Regions from separate parts of the Mus musculus genome. Here region 2 is linked to region 1. The links are chromatin contacts, called in public HiCAR-type maps. All regions are on one chromosome and are shown on one strand. Each heading gives the region's core, a stretch centred on a gene start, on an enhancer-like site or on the middle of the called end of the contact. The rest is flanking DNA. Distances are from core to core; before and after follow the strand shown. Region 1 holds the start of Plk3 (polo like kinase 3). Region 2 holds the start of AU022252 (expressed sequence AU022252).

Region 1 (7,383 bases), core at 3,560-6,059:
TCGTGTGGTCCCCGTAGAAGTTCACCTGTACACAGAAGATAACAGCGATCAGGACTTGGACACCAGATCCACATTCCTTCCCAGAACCCTGGGATACCAGACCTTCCACCAAAGCACAGGGTAGGCTCTTACCTGGACAGTGCCATCACTGAACAGCATGAGGAGGGCCTGGTCAGTCTTGACCCACTGCAGCAGCAAGGGTGGGGCAGGCACCTCCGCCTCTTCCACACTGGGCAGATCTCCACCCTGGGAGAAGAGGCAAGTCAGGCCCCTGGACTGGCATGAGCTGGGTCTCTCCCTATGGATGCCCCCTTCCCTTACAGGTTCAGCCACTAGCTTTTTTTTTTCCCTAAAAGCCACTAGCTTTTTAAATTAATTTATTTATTTTATGTATATATGAGTGCACTGTCACTGTCTTTAGACACACCAGAAAAGGACATCAGATCCCATTACAGAATTACAGATGGTTGTGAGCTACCATGTGGTTGCTGGGAATTGAACTCAGGATCTGAGGGGCAGCCAGTGCTCTTAACTGCTGAGCCATCTCTCCAGCCCCACTTTTTTTTTTTTACACAATTTATTTATTTTATGTATGTGAGTGCACTGTAGCTGTCTTCAGACACATCAAAAAGAAAGCATTGGATCCCATTACAGATGGTTGTGCACCATGTGGTTGCTGGGATTTGAACTCAGGACTTCCGGAAGTGAAGTCCATGCTCTTAGCCGCTGGGCCATCTCCCCAGCCCTCAGCCACTACCTTTGAGCCACCCCTGCCCCCTAAAGTGCCCCCACCGCAGCCTACACACCTTCATGAGGTGCTGTTCCATGTAGGACGCAAAATACCGCAGGATGCCCAGCTGAGGCTGCAGAGCTCGGGGCACAGAACCCATGGAGAAGGAGAAGTGCTTCGTGCTGGTGGGGTTGTAGTGCACCGTCCTGAAAGTGGGAACGTAGAGAGGAGGAGGAGGAACCCGGCACCACCATTCTTCCCCAGACCCCTAAGCACAGAAACACACACCACGGTGCAACCCTGCTGGTATTGTGGTACCCAGCAAGCCTAATTACAAAGCACGCCAAAACAGCACTTACTTCCTATTGGCTGACAGGGCCATGTGTGTGCCATCATTGAAGAGCACGGCTACACGGCGGCTGGACAGCTGATAGCCAAAGCCAAACTTGTTGGAGTAGTCAACCCACTTGCTGACCCACACCAGAGGCTCTGGCTGTGCCAGCGGGGCTGGGTTCTGTTCGGCTGTTAAGAGGAGAGGAGGGAAATGAAGACTCCCCCAACCCCCCTCCCCCCCACCGCCTCTGGACTTGCAAACTATTCATATGCACCAGAGTCCAGCCTTACCTGGGGGCATGAAGGCCACACAGTTTCTCAGTGCACAGAGGGCAGACTCTACCACTGTGGCCACAGTCAAACCTTCTTCAAACCCTGAAGGGAATAGGGCACTGACATTTAGGCAAGAGCCACCCTGGGCCCAGTTCACCCTCAGCCAACTACTTCCTTCAGCCCCTGGTCTCTACCTCAGCAGCCCCTAGCACCTCTCATCTTGTGGCTCCTCACCATCTCCACTGCTGGCCAGTGTCCCACGGGGCGAGCTGTCCTCGGCAGCTGTCTCTACCAAGCTGGCAGGGGCCTGGCCTGAAACTACAGGAGCCTGGACAGTTGGGGAGAGAGGGAATAAAATTAGGCCCCAAAATCCAAATCCTTGAAAGTCCAATGGCCCAGCCCTGTCCCTGGCGGCTCTCAGGGCACCCCAGGTCAGCCTCAGCTGGCTAATGAGACACAGCCAATTAGGCCACCACGAGGTTAGATGCTTCATCAGCCTTTTATGCTGGGCTTCCCTCAGCTGCTAGGGTCAGGGTGAGTCAGGGGAATAATGGCTCACGTGAGCATCTTACCTCCGGCCTGACATCTGGATGACCGATGGATGTGCGCATGAGGCCACTCACCAAGCAGGAGACATTATCCTGGTCCTCAGAATGGTTCTTATCTGGAGGGTGAAGGAGAAAATAGCCCTCTGGGTCCTGCCTGAAAGTGTTCACACACGGGCAGATCTTCCCAAGTGTCTAGACAGCACATGCTCTCCCTGGAGTCTGAAGACACCGACACCCTGGAAGCACACCCCCCCCACCCCGCCTCCCCCTGAATGTAACAAGCCACTAAGCCACTCTATTGCTCTATACCCTCAGCCCACTGGCACCTGACTCACTCTTGTTCTTTTTCCTGCCAAACAGGCTCTTGGTAACTTTGGCAAACAGACTCCTCGCAGGGTTGGGGGGTGTCAGATCTGGGACTGTCACACAGCTGCTGACCGGGAGCCGATCAGGGGTGTAGCCCTGAGGAAGAGAGTCAGGAAAACAGTGTCAGTGAGACCCCCAAGGGCCCTGTTCCTGTGTGTCCTCTAGGAACATGAACACTGAACTCCAGTGTCTGGAGAACCACAGACCTTCGTAAAGAAGTCATGGCGTAAAATCTGTTCAATGGAAGGGCGGTCTCTGGGTGAAGCTCGGAGGATGGCAGCCAGGAGCTGCCGGGCAGGCAGGGAGAGGCTGGCAGGTAGCGTGTAATGAACCTGCTTGATGCAGCGGTATGTCTCCTTCAGGTCAGCAGTCTCAAATGGGGGGCTCCCACACAGGAGCGTGTACCTATGCCCAGGAATGGGAGATCAGGAATAAAGTAGTGGGGACCCCCCCCCATCCATGCACTTACCACCTGTCCACCAATGACTGACACTCACATGACACAACCAAGCGACCACACATCTGCCTCGGGGCCATGGCCCTGTCTCAGCAGCACTTCTGGAGCCACGTAGTTGGGAGTGCCACAGATGGTCCTGAAAAAGGCAGAGCAGAGAGAGCAAGGCTCAGACCCAGCCCAGTGCTGGTACCCGCCCCCATTCCTGCCCCTGCTGTGAGTTCAGACAAAGCAGCTGCCTGTCACCAAAGGCCAGAGAGCTCCTGCTTGTCTTGGGACAATGGATGCTGAGAACACGGCAGCTGAACCCTCACCCACCCCTCTAGCCCAGCTGCTCAGCTGCTCTGCAGGACAGGAGGCCCTGACCCATCAAAGACCCCTCTCCCAAGGTCAATACAGAGGGTCCATGACTGAGCCCTCCCCCCACTCCCATCTGCAAATACTCACTAGGCTGTCACCTCCCACTGTCTGTGCCAACACCAGCTGTCATAACCTTCATAAAGACTCACCTGCCTCACATGCTAGTTACACACACCCTGTCCCAGTGACCACAGCAGGGTCACATACACACACAAGGTATCACGGTACCATCATGATCTGTCATTCCCATTCAGTGTCTTACACATGCTGACTGCCTAGCCTATGTTTTCCCCATACATTTCCAAAAATCCTAGACACCCATCTGTGCCATACACTCATAAGATTGCTGTCCTTCTTCACCTAACCCAGTGACCTAGGTTGCCACCTCTACTGTCACACATACAGAAAACCCATCATTACCCCTTCCCTGGTTATCCCAAGTACATATCTGGTCACCTTGTACATCATCTGTGTCACAAACAGGCTGTGGCCACCATCCCCTCACTCACTTTTTCCTCTGCTCTGGGGGCTCTAATCGAGCTGCCAGCCCAAAATCCCCCACCTTCAGTTCCATGTTATCCGTGATGAAAAAATTTCCTAGACAGTAGCAGAGAGACGCGTCAGATTCTTAACGCCTTTCATCCCTCCGCAGGTCTCCACCCTTCAGACCAGACGCAGGAATCTCACCCAGCTTGAGATCTCTGTGTAAGATACCCCTCTGGTGCAAGTACTTGAGGCCAGAAAGGATCTGGCGCAGGTAGTAGCGAACCTCTGGTTCCAACAGGGTGTGTCGGGCCTTCCAGATGTGGGCCAGGGACTGCAGAAAGTCACTGTTTCAGACCCCGCTTGCCTTCCCAGACCCTCCCTCCATCTGTGTTTGCTAAAGATGACAAGAACAGCTTTGGATCTTAAGAACCCGCTTCCTCCCCTACCCCTGTTCCCAATGAACCCACCCCGCCCCCATTCCGGACCTTTCGGCTACAGAGCTCCAGGAAAATGTATATGTTGTCAGCATCCTCGAAATGATGTGAAAAGCGAACGATATGGCGGTGCTGTAGGTCTCGGTGCAACTCTATCTCATTTAGGATCTGCGACAGGGGAGTGAAATCCTCATCTTTCCAGGGTTCCCACGCCACCATCCCCTCCCCATCCCTTGGACCGCAGGGCCTGGACCCACCTTCTCGCGCTGATGCGGCTTGGCGACGCGACTCTGTGGGATGACTTTGACCGCGTAGGCTATACCAGACTCGGTGTCAGTGGCTTCATAGCAGCGTGCGAAGCCCCCCTAGAAAGAAGAAGCTGCATCATCGATCTGGGCGCTCCGGAGTGGCCGGATCCGGCCCGTAGAGCTCCTCTCCACCTCCGGAGTGGCCCGGTCGGGTCCGCAGAGCTCCCCTCCACCTCCGTCAACGCTACCCCGGAGCCCCGACCCACCTTGCCCAACAAGCGACCCTTGGTGTAGGTACGGCCGCTGAGAGGGTCGGTGATGAGGCGACCAGGAGGATCCGGCGCCCGTGGCCCGGCCAGCACCTCAGGTTCCGATCGCGGGGAGGCATTGGCAGGCGGCCCCGGGCCGGCGGGGGGCGCGGACGGGGCAGCCGCGCGCGGGAAGGGGCGCGGAGACAAGAAGCCGGCGGCGGGCTCCATGCGGACGGCGCGGCGCAGCGCCTGCCGAGCTGGTTCTCGGTTCCGCCCGGCCCCGGCCGCGCGTGGCGCTGCCTGGTTTCTCTACGCTGCGATCGCGCCAGGGCAAGGGGGAGTCCGACGTTTTTATCAATGAACCCCTGCCCCCTCCCCGGTGTTTCGTCATCTCGAGCTCCGCCCCTTTCCTGGCTGCCAGGCTTGGAGAGGCCACGCCCATTGCTCCGCCTTACGTCACCTGAAAGATCTTCCCTTGCCTGGGCGTTCTTAAAGGCCACTCCTCCTGCTCTGGCCTTAAAGGAGCCCCGGTTGAGCTAGTCGCCTGGCAGGTGTAACCCTGCTCCGTTTCTCTAGGCTACCCAGTGCAAGTGACTCTTTTTTTCCCCTTCATCCTTAGAATGTGTGCTGAAGTCGGAGTGGAGGCCAGTTATCCGGAGGCCTCTTTCGAGCAACAGTAAGGGTTAGCATTCAAACTGGGGAGGAAAGACAGGGGTGTTGCAAACTGCTCAGTGCACATCACCAACACAGGTGGTTTCCTGCAAGCATCTCTTGCTCTGGTACAGAGCATGCTGCCCTCTTCGGGGACTGTGGAATAGCACGCTGCAGAGCCCGATTTACCTGGTCTGGGACTGTGCAATGGGTTTGTGGAACAGAGCCTGGTATTCAAGGTTTTATGTTTGCGTTTTGTTTTTCCAAGACAGGGTGTCTCTGTGTGGCCCTGGCTGTCCCAGAACCCACTATGTAGACCAGGCTGGCTTTGAAATCAAAGATCCACCTGCCCCTGCCTCCCAGTATTCACTGTTTTTCACCATGTTCCAGGCTACATCTTCTGCTACCCAATTCTACCTTATTATTCTTCTGAGGGAAAGGAGAGCTGAGGCAGAGTAGCTGTCATGTGATCCAGGCTGGCTTTGAACTCGAGGTCCTTCTGTCTTCACCTTTGACATGATGGGACTCCAGACCTGTACCTCTGCCCCAGACCCTGAGTTCCCCATCATATTCTCAAAAATACCTATTGCACCGAGTCAGCAGGCAAAAGGCCAGACAGTGAGGAATGAGAACTGGACACTCTTAGGTGCTAGAGACCTGCAACTGGGCAGTTAGCTTTGAAGTCCATTACAGATAAACTCAAGTAGGTGGCAGGAATCTATGATCTATGTGGAATCTTTTTCTGTGTGGGTTTTTTTTTTGGGGGGGGGGTGTTGTGGAGGGTTGTTTTGGTTTTTGTTTTGTTTTGTGACAGAGTTTCCAGGAAGCCAGGAATTCGACCTGTAAACCAGACTGGCCTTGACTTCCTACCTGTCTCTGCCCCTCCACCACTGCCCGGCTTCGATGTGAAATCTTTTTTTTTTTTTTTTTTTTTCCTTGAAATAGGTTTCTCTGTGTAGACTTGGCTGTCCTGGAATCATTCTGTAAACCAGGCTGGCCTCCAACTCAGAGATCTGCTGCCTGTCTCTGCCTCCAGAGTGCTGGGATTAAAGGAGTATGCCACCACCTGCCTAGTTTCCCCAGTGGAATCTTAATCCCTAAACTTTCTCCAGGGGTCACAGATCTCCTGCTGGCTGTGTAGCCTTCGTTTTCACTTGGAGCCATACATTCAGACCTCAGATTTACTGAAAACATCTGCAAAGTGGCAGGCGCTGCTACCAATAAGAATGGCCAAGGCTGCAGCCCTTACTTAGTTTCTGCAGTTTCTCTATTGTGGAAACAGACTTAAGTACATAAATAAAGTAATTACAGGCTGTGAAAAGTGCTAAGACGGAAGTAAACAAGGAGCACCCAGAAAAACCAACAAACACACACATACAGCTGTGAATCAGCTCCCTCCTTCCCCAGTGTCTGGTCTGGATCATAACCTATCTTGTTGGGATTATTGCATACGGCCGTCCCTGCCTTTGGTCTCATCTGCATTTCATCTTGCATGTACATACTGTGAAGACATGGACACACACACACACACACACACACACACACACACGTCCCAAAAAGCCTAAGACCAGGAGAAATATTAGTAGTTTAAATGATAGGGGTGGGCAGGAAAGTCCTAGGTGCTATGCTTAGCAATTTCCCTGGCGGAGAAGGTAGTGGTAGGGCCAGAAAGGACAAACTCTTCAGGTCACATGGCCTGAAGCACAGGTAGAGCTTCAAAAGACAGAGTCAAAAATCTGAGCTGGAGTTGAGGCAAGAGGTTCAGGAGTCCAAGGTTGTCCTAGTTAAAGTCAACTGTCACCCTGACGTAATGAAGAGTCATCTGACAGAGTCTCGCTGGGCAACTACACAGTTCAGGTTGACCTTTGGCCTGGGAGGAATTGTCTTGATTGATGATTGGCATGGGAGGGCCCTGCCCACCGCGTGTGGCACCACCCCTGGGTAGGTAGAGCTGAACTATAGACGGAAGCTAGCCGAGTGATCTGGAGAGATGACTCAGCGGTTAGGAGAACACAGTGTTCTTTCTGTCAGAGGACCTGAATTCACTGAGTGACCAGAGCTCCTGGGGAACTCTACACCTCCAGCCTTCTCAGCTGGGTACCTGGCATGTGCATACTCACATAAGTACGTGTGTAATTAATTATTTAAGGAAGCTAACAAGGAGCAAGTGAGGGAGCCAGGCATGAGGCAGCACTCCTCCGTGGTTTCTGCCTCAGTTCCTGCTTCAGCGTCTTGCCCTGGCTTCCCTC
Region 2 (7,383 bases), core at 3,198-5,697, 2.1 Mb after region 1:
GGAGAAGCCCACACTTTAATGACCCCACACCCAGAATTAAAGGCTCCTTCATCTCTGCTGCGCTTCACTCTCAACTCTAATCACATTGGGCTTTGGCGCTTCCACACCCTCATCTGCCATCAAATGTGTCCCCTCCCCTGCATCTGGCGTGTCCTTCCCTCAGCTCTCTGAGTGACTAAATCCTCTCATTTCATTTGGTTTTCCTCGGTGTGGAGCTCTGGCAGTTATGGAACCCAGGCTAGCCTCAAGCTTACAATCTTCCTCCTCCTCTTCTCAGGTATGAAGATATTAGTGCGCACCACCACATCCAACCCAGTTTCTATGTTTGAACATCGTTAAAATAATGAATTTTGCAAATGAAAATCAAGCCAGATGTGGTAGCTCATACCTTTAATCCCAGCACTCACGAGGTAGAGGGAGGTGGATCTCTGTCAGTTAGAAGCCAGCCTTGTCTACAGCCAGGGCTACCTATAGAGTGAAACAGTCTCAAGAAAAAACAAAGTCAAAGCTGGGCGTGGTGGTGCACACCTTTGATCCCAGGGATCAGAGGCAGATCTCGGGGAGGCAGAGGCAGGCAGATTTCTGAGTTCCAGGCCAGGCTGGTCTACAAAGTGAGTTCCAGGACAGCCAGGGCTATACAGAGAAACCCTGTCAAAAAAAAGTCAAAAGATACTTGTGGGGCTGGTGAGATGGCTCAGCAGGTAAGAGCACTGACTGCTCTTCTGAAGGTCCTGAATTCAAATCCCAGCAACCACATGGTAGCTCACAACCACTCATAATGAGATCTGACGCCCTCTTCTGGTGTGTCTGAAGACAGCTACAGTGTATTTATCTATAATAGTAAATAAATAAATCTCTGAAAAAAAAAAGATACTTGTGATGGACTATTAGACTATTAGCACCTGATAATGTAGAAGTCTGATCATCACCTCAGTTGGATTACCTACATCATACCTAAAACTTCAACACACACATAATAAATTTTAAAAGGGGAGGGCAGCAACAGGTCATGGATGGTCCTGTAGGCCTTAATTAAAAAAAAAAAAAAAAAAAAGCATTTTGTTTTTAGGACAAGAAAATCCATATGGCTAATAAAGAGAGAAGGCAGTCTCCATATTTAAGGCAGGTTTATGATGGGAGTAACCTTATAATCTCCTCCCTTCCCCTTTCTTTTTTAAATAGCCATTTTTACTATATGTATATGAGTGTTTACATACATGTATTTATGTGTGCTGTGGGCTTTCTTCGTGCCTGAGGGGGCCAGAAGTTATCAGATCCCATAGAATCAGAGTTACAGAGGATGTATACCATACTATAGGGCTGGGTACTGAACCCAGGTCCTCTGTAAGAGCAGCAAGTGTTCACCAAGATGAGCAGGTATAGTGGTTTGAATAAGCTTGGCCCAGGGCACTATTAAGAGGGGTGGCCTTGTTGGAGGAAGTGTGTCATTGTGGACCTGGGTTTTAAGACCCTTGTCCCAGCTGCCTGGAAGCCAGACTTCTCCCGTTTGCCTTTGGAACAAGATGGAGAACTCTCAGCTCCTCCTGGACCATGCCTGCCTGAACGCTGCCATGCTCCTGCCTTGATGACAATGAACCAAACCTCTGAACCTGTCAGCCAGCCCCAATTAAATGTTGTCCTTCTAAGAGTTGCCTTGGTCATAGTGCCTGTTCACAGTGGTAAAACCCTAACTAAGGCACCAGGCCTTCTCTAATCCCTTTTCCCTTTAAGGAAAGGTTAACCATGCAAACCAGAGCCTAACTAAAAAGAAAGGAAGGAAAGAATACATTTTTGAAAAGTTGTATTTATTGTATATGTATTCATATGTGTACCACACGTGTGCCTGGCATCTGAAAAAGTCAGAAGAGAGGGGTCATTGAGTCACCTGGAGCTACAGTTAGAAATGACTGTGAGCCACCAGGTAGGGTCTAGAAACCAAACCTGCATCCTCTGCAAGAGCAAGTTCTCTTAACCCCTGAGCCATCCGCCAGTCCCAAAGGGTACTCATAATTAGCAGGCACTGATCCTGGGCCCAAGCACTCCAAGAGCCTCTACATTAATAATGGCATCTAACTCTCCAGAAACGATAACCTTAGTTAGGTGTTAAGACTCACGTAGGCGTGGTGACCTAAGGTTTTATAATAAATGGCAATTGAAGGATCTGGACATAGTTAAACTTAATTCCAAAATCCATGTCTCGGTATCAAACCTCTGAAAGCTTTCTGACTGCACATTAAGGGAGTCAGGAGACGGTCCTCTCTGCAAGTGTATTTCAGTATGTAGACGGTGAATATGTTGATTTCATTAGTTTTCAAAGTTTTTGTGTGTATATAGGTGTTTGCCTGCATGTGTGTATGTGCATCGTGTCCAAGCAATGCCCAAAGGGGCATCTGATCCCCTGGAACTGGAGTTACAAACAGCTGTGAGTCTCAATGTGAGTTCTGGTACCTAAACCTGGGTCATCAACAAGAGCAGTGAGTGCTCTTAACCACTGGACCATTTCCCCAGCTCTCAATTTGTTTTTAAAGTATTTTCTTCTTCAGCTTCTCAAAGATGGATTATTCTGGAGAACTGGAGGCAACAGAATAATATATCCTTTATATGTCACCAGTATAAAAGACTAAAGCTGGGCTGGAGAGATTGCTCAGCAGTTCAGAGCACTGACTGCTCTTCCAGAGGTCCTGAGTTTAATTCCCAGCAACCACATGGTGGCTCATAACCATCTATAACAGGATCCAATGACTTCTCCTGGTGTCTCTGGCGAGAACGGCAGTGTACTCACATATATAAAATAAATAAATCTTAAAAAAAAAAAAAAAAAGCTGTGTTCTCTCTGTGGCTGAGTCCACTACCGTCACTCTGAAACTCAAAGTGTTGATTGCCCAAGATTTTGTCCCTAGCTACCTCCCTCCAATAGCAGCCTGATTAAACAAACACGTGATAGTCTTCTAAGCCTGTTTTTGAGCCCACCTCTCTTAAAAAAAAAAAAAAAGTAAAGTTTTAATTAAAAAGGTTTTTCTAAACATTTGAATTTTTCTTAAATACTACAACAGACATTTTTTGTGTGAGGGATTTTTGGCATGTCAATCATTAATTTTCTTGATCAAAACAAACTCTTGAACACGATAACTGCCAAATAAGCTAGTTTATACAAGAGAAAGAGAACACTAGAAGCTTTTAAAGCAGCCAGGCTCCGACACTGTAAAAGAGTCTTCAGGGGAAGTCTTGCTAAGAGAAGGAAACTGGAGTCCCACTTAGCCCTATGAGCCTCTCCACCTCAAAGATCTCATTTTACAGATCCAGAGCTCCAGAGAGAAACAATCAAAACCAATCTGTCAAAACTTCTACGGTCTTTTCCATTATTTTGCATATCTTCTTTATTTTACCTATTATGGAAACCGACGCCTAAGCTCTGGACATAGTAATACTGACTGTATCCACTGAAATTCACCATGTGTGACAGCGACCCTTGTAATACCCAGCCTTTGGGAGGCTGAATTCAAAGCCAACCTGGGCTATACAGCAAATGAAACTACCTCCAGTTTTATTGTGTGTGGTCTTTTTTTCAATAGGAATTTTACCCTGTGCCTTTTTGCATGCTGTTTTTGGTAGTGCTAAGAATCAAATTCAGGGCTAGGCAACAGTAAACTACAACCCCAGCAGTTTTTGTTTTATTTTGTTTTGTTTTTTTAAAAAGGAAAGAAAGAGCATATATTTAAGTTCCACAAGCTCCTGGGTAACAGATAAAGACCTTATGGGAAGCAGAATAAAATGTGACTATTTAAGAATTTGGTATAGAAGCCATACATTTAATCCCAGCATAGGGTTTTGGGGTTGGAGGGTGGGGGAGGAAGGTGGATCTGTCAGTTCGAGGCCAGCCTAGTCTATAATATAGAGAGTTCCATGACAGCCAGAGTTATGTAGAAAGGCCCTGTCTCAAAACAAACAACAACAGAGGAATTGGGATAGAGTGATCCTCTTCGTGTGAAATGGAATGGTAACTTCAGTACTGCCGAGTTCACAGGCTGTCCCGAGCCCAAAGAGGCAGGGTAAAGTACGGAGATGGCTATTCCTCACCTTCTGCACCTGCTCGGCGAGCGCCACGAGGTCTAAGGGGTCCCCGACCCGGTGGGTGTGGTAGGGGCTCACCAGAGCCAGGCCGCCGGGGGTCGGGGTGAGCTCCACCAGGGCTCCTGCGATACACACCCGAACACAGGCGTAAGTTGAAACCCTCAGCCTTCCGTGAGCCAGCAGGAAAGAGCCACCCGGCTGCGACCTCCTACCCAGGCAACTCAGTCCCACCTACCTCCAGGACCCGCCGCCTCCTTCACCCCCAGATTTCCCGTACCACTTTCGTACCGGCCGGGAACCCCGGGGTCCGCCATAACAGCACCTCGGTCCCACCACCCGCAGGGAGCTCAGTCTAAAGCGCAGGCGCACAACAGCTTGTGGGCGGGGTTTTCTCGTTCTCAGTCCATTGAGCTGTGCGCATGAGATTAGAGGCGGAGCCTCACGAAGAGTAAGTGTTTGGATTGGTTGAAAGCAAGAGGCGGTACAAGTTTCCTTGCCACGAGCTTCTGGACTTGGGGCGTGGCTCGTCTCTGGGCGTGGCTTCTGTGGGGGGCGGGACTCTGGAATGTGCCCCAGGCGAGCAGTCCCGTTAAGTGGAGGAGCAAGGCCATGGCGGTGAGCGAAAGGAGGCTGCTGGCAGCGATGCTAGCGGTCGCCGCCGCCGCCGCCTTACGGGTTGCGGCGGAGTCTGAGCCGGGATGGGACGTGGCAGCCCCTGACCTGCTTTACGCAGAGGGGACCGCGGCCTACTCGCGCGGGGACTGGCCCGGGGTGGTCCTGAACATGGAGCGGGCGCTGCGCTCGCGGGCGGCCCTGCGTGCCCTCCGCCTGCGCTGCCGCACACGCTGTGCCACCGAACTGCCGTGGGCACCGGACCTGGATCTCGGTCCGGACCCCAGCCTGAGCCAGGACCCGGGCGCCGCCGCCCTGCACGACCTGCGCTTCTTCGGAGCCGTGCTGCGCCGTGCCGCCTGCCTACGCCGCTGCCTCGGGCCGCCCTCTGCCCACTTGCTGAGTGAAGAACTGGACCTGGAGTTCAACAAGCGGAGCCCGTACAACTACCTGCAGGTCGCCTATTTCAAGGTGCGACTGGTCCGGAGCCCGGTGGCCGGGAGCGACCTGGGGAACTTGGGGAGCAGAGCAGGGATGAGACGGCAGGGAGGCAAGGGACCTCTTGGCTAGGGAGCTCTTGGCGGACTTTGGGAGCTTCACCCGGTTCTTATGGGCAGATGCTAACCCTAAAGGTCCAGCCAGTAGTGACAGCCCAAGCCAAGAAAAACCTGACCTTTTTCTTTTGGGAAGGCCTCCTAGAGGGAACCGAGGCGGCCGCTAGGGTCTCCCAGCAGTACTTCATTGCAAGTGTCCAAGTGCTTCTGCAACATCTTCCTTCCGGTTCGTTCTCCAATCATGCTTTCCCTGCTCCCTAATCCAACAGCAGCGCTCTTTCAGGACGTGGGATTGCCACGTCGCCAGCAGGGGCTGCCTGGCTCCGCCCTGTGGAGGACCCTCTAGCTAGTATTTTTGGGTTTTTTGTTTTTAAGAAAATGACTGTCTTTTGGGATGCCACAGCGATTTAAGGCCAAGTCAATAAGCGGGCTTGGAACGCCAGCCTTGTCTGCCCGTGATGACTGGTAACATATATTTCCAGGACTCCGTTAAAGCACTTTACGTTTGTTTATTGCCTCATTTGCCCTGATACATACAGTATCCTTTGAGTAAATGATATTAGTCCCATGTTAGGGGGGTGGGCTGCTCATGCAGACTACATAGCTACAACAGTTTCACAGACCTTTCAGTTCTACCTAAAGAAAGACTTAGAGGCTCGTGGGGACCTCAGATTTCTGCTTTGTCCCCTCGGTTCCTTCTGGTTACTGGAAAGCATGCTGGGATGACTGGGTTCTTACTGATTGGGTCATGCCACTTAATAGCACTACTTAAAATTCGTTGCCATTTATTGAGCACCTACTACATTCCAGTTCTTGGACAGGTGGTTAAAATGATTGCTCCTTTGTTTTTCCTTGTGTCACTGCTAGGAGTCACTGTACTAAGGGCTAACAAAAAAGGTTATGTAGCTAAGTTAGGACTGGGGGGAGACAAAGGAGGGAAACTCCAGCTTTGCCTCAGTTAAATTAGGCCTGAGAGAGAGGAGCCACTGAAGAATGGTTATTCCCCAGAGAGGGGAAATTGGAGCTAGAGTGTGATATATCTGGGGCCATGGGGTAGTCCCGTCCGTGACTCCTGCGTGGGGAGACTGGGAGTGACTAAGGAGTTTAGTGAGGCTTCTGCACACCTCAGGCAGCCATCACCAGACCTCATTTTCAGAATGTTAATTCTGGAAGGAGAAATTGGTGGTGGTGAAAACAGGAGAATTAGGAGCCCAGTCCACCAGAGGAAGCTAGGTGCCAGTGCTCAGAGGGAAGAAAGGAAGGGCTGGGGGTGCGTAGCAGAGGAAACAGGAGTAGTCCTGAGTGCTCAGGAGTGTAAGCTGGGCATGGTGGCACAGTGCTCTACAGCAGCCCTAAGATGCTGCTATTCTGTATTCTCACCACCACCGTGCAGTTGTTAGCTGCCCTTTTGTTAGCTGCCCTTTCTGCAGCATTCCCAGGTAGTTGCAGCTTTAGTCACTATGTTTAGTCAGCTCAGTCACTACCTTTCAATCAGTCTTTGTTGGATTGCTTGTTTGTTTTATTTTGTTTTGAGACAAAGTCTCACCTATAATCCCAGCACTTTGGATCTGAGGCAGGAGGATTGAGAGTTTGAGACTGACTTACATAGCAATACCCCGTATCAGTGCACACACAAACACACCCGAACACACACATACACACAAAGAAACCAACCAAGCAAACAAACAGAAAAGAGTTTGTATGTGAATGTATTCTTTTACTTCATCTATAGATAAACAAGCTGGAGAAAGCTGTGGCTGCGGCACACACCTTCTTTGTGGGCAATCCTGAGCACATGGAGATGCGGCAGAACCTCGACTATTACCAAACCATGTCTGGGGTGAAGGAGGCAGACTTCAGGGATCTCGAGGCCAAGCCCCATATGGTGAAAAGACATCCCCTACTGTGTGTGTGTGTGTGTGTAGGGGGGGTGCGTGTGTGTGTGTGTGTGTGTGTGTGTGAGAGAGAGAGAGAGAGAGAGAGAGAGAGAGAGAGAGAGAGAGAGAAAGAGTGAGCTGCTGTGTAATTCTGTACTGTATAGTCCATGCTGGCCCCAAATCTTCCATATTTCTTTTTTTCTTTTTTAAAGATTTTATTTATGTTATATATGTGAGTACACTGTCACTGTCTTCAGACACACCAGAAA

Evidence for each region. HiCAR-type assays count read pairs that join an accessible place to other places.
Region 2: a contact with region 1 is called in a HiCAR-type map of astrocytes, with 3 times the contacts expected there. The contact joins the promoter of AU022252 here to the promoter of Plk3 in region 1.

What each region holds. Positions count from the first base shown.
Region 1 is chr4:117,129,154-117,136,536 of GRCm38.p6, forward strand. Plk3 (polo like kinase 3) reads right to left here and starts at 4,810. Exons shown (of 15, transcript NM_013807.3): 1 at 4,499-4,810; 2 at 4,242-4,349; 3 at 4,036-4,152; 4 at 3,752-3,881; 5 at 3,574-3,661; 6 at 2,748-2,843; 7 at 2,457-2,655; 8 at 2,220-2,346; 9 at 1,909-2,000; 10 at 1,571-1,664; 11 at 1,355-1,438; 12 at 1,090-1,252; 13 at 807-936; 14 at 133-246; 1 more. The coding sequence starts at 4,711.
Region 2 is chr4:119,228,277-119,235,659 of GRCm38.p6, forward strand. AU022252 (expressed sequence AU022252) reads right to left here and starts at 4,448. Exons shown (of 5, transcript NM_001012400.2): 1 at 4,307-4,448; 2 at 4,078-4,193. The coding sequence starts at 4,385. P3h1 (prolyl 3-hydroxylase 1) reads left to right here and starts at 4,639. Exons shown (of 15, transcript NM_019783.2): 1 at 4,639-5,154; 2 at 6,970-7,122. The coding sequence starts at 4,681.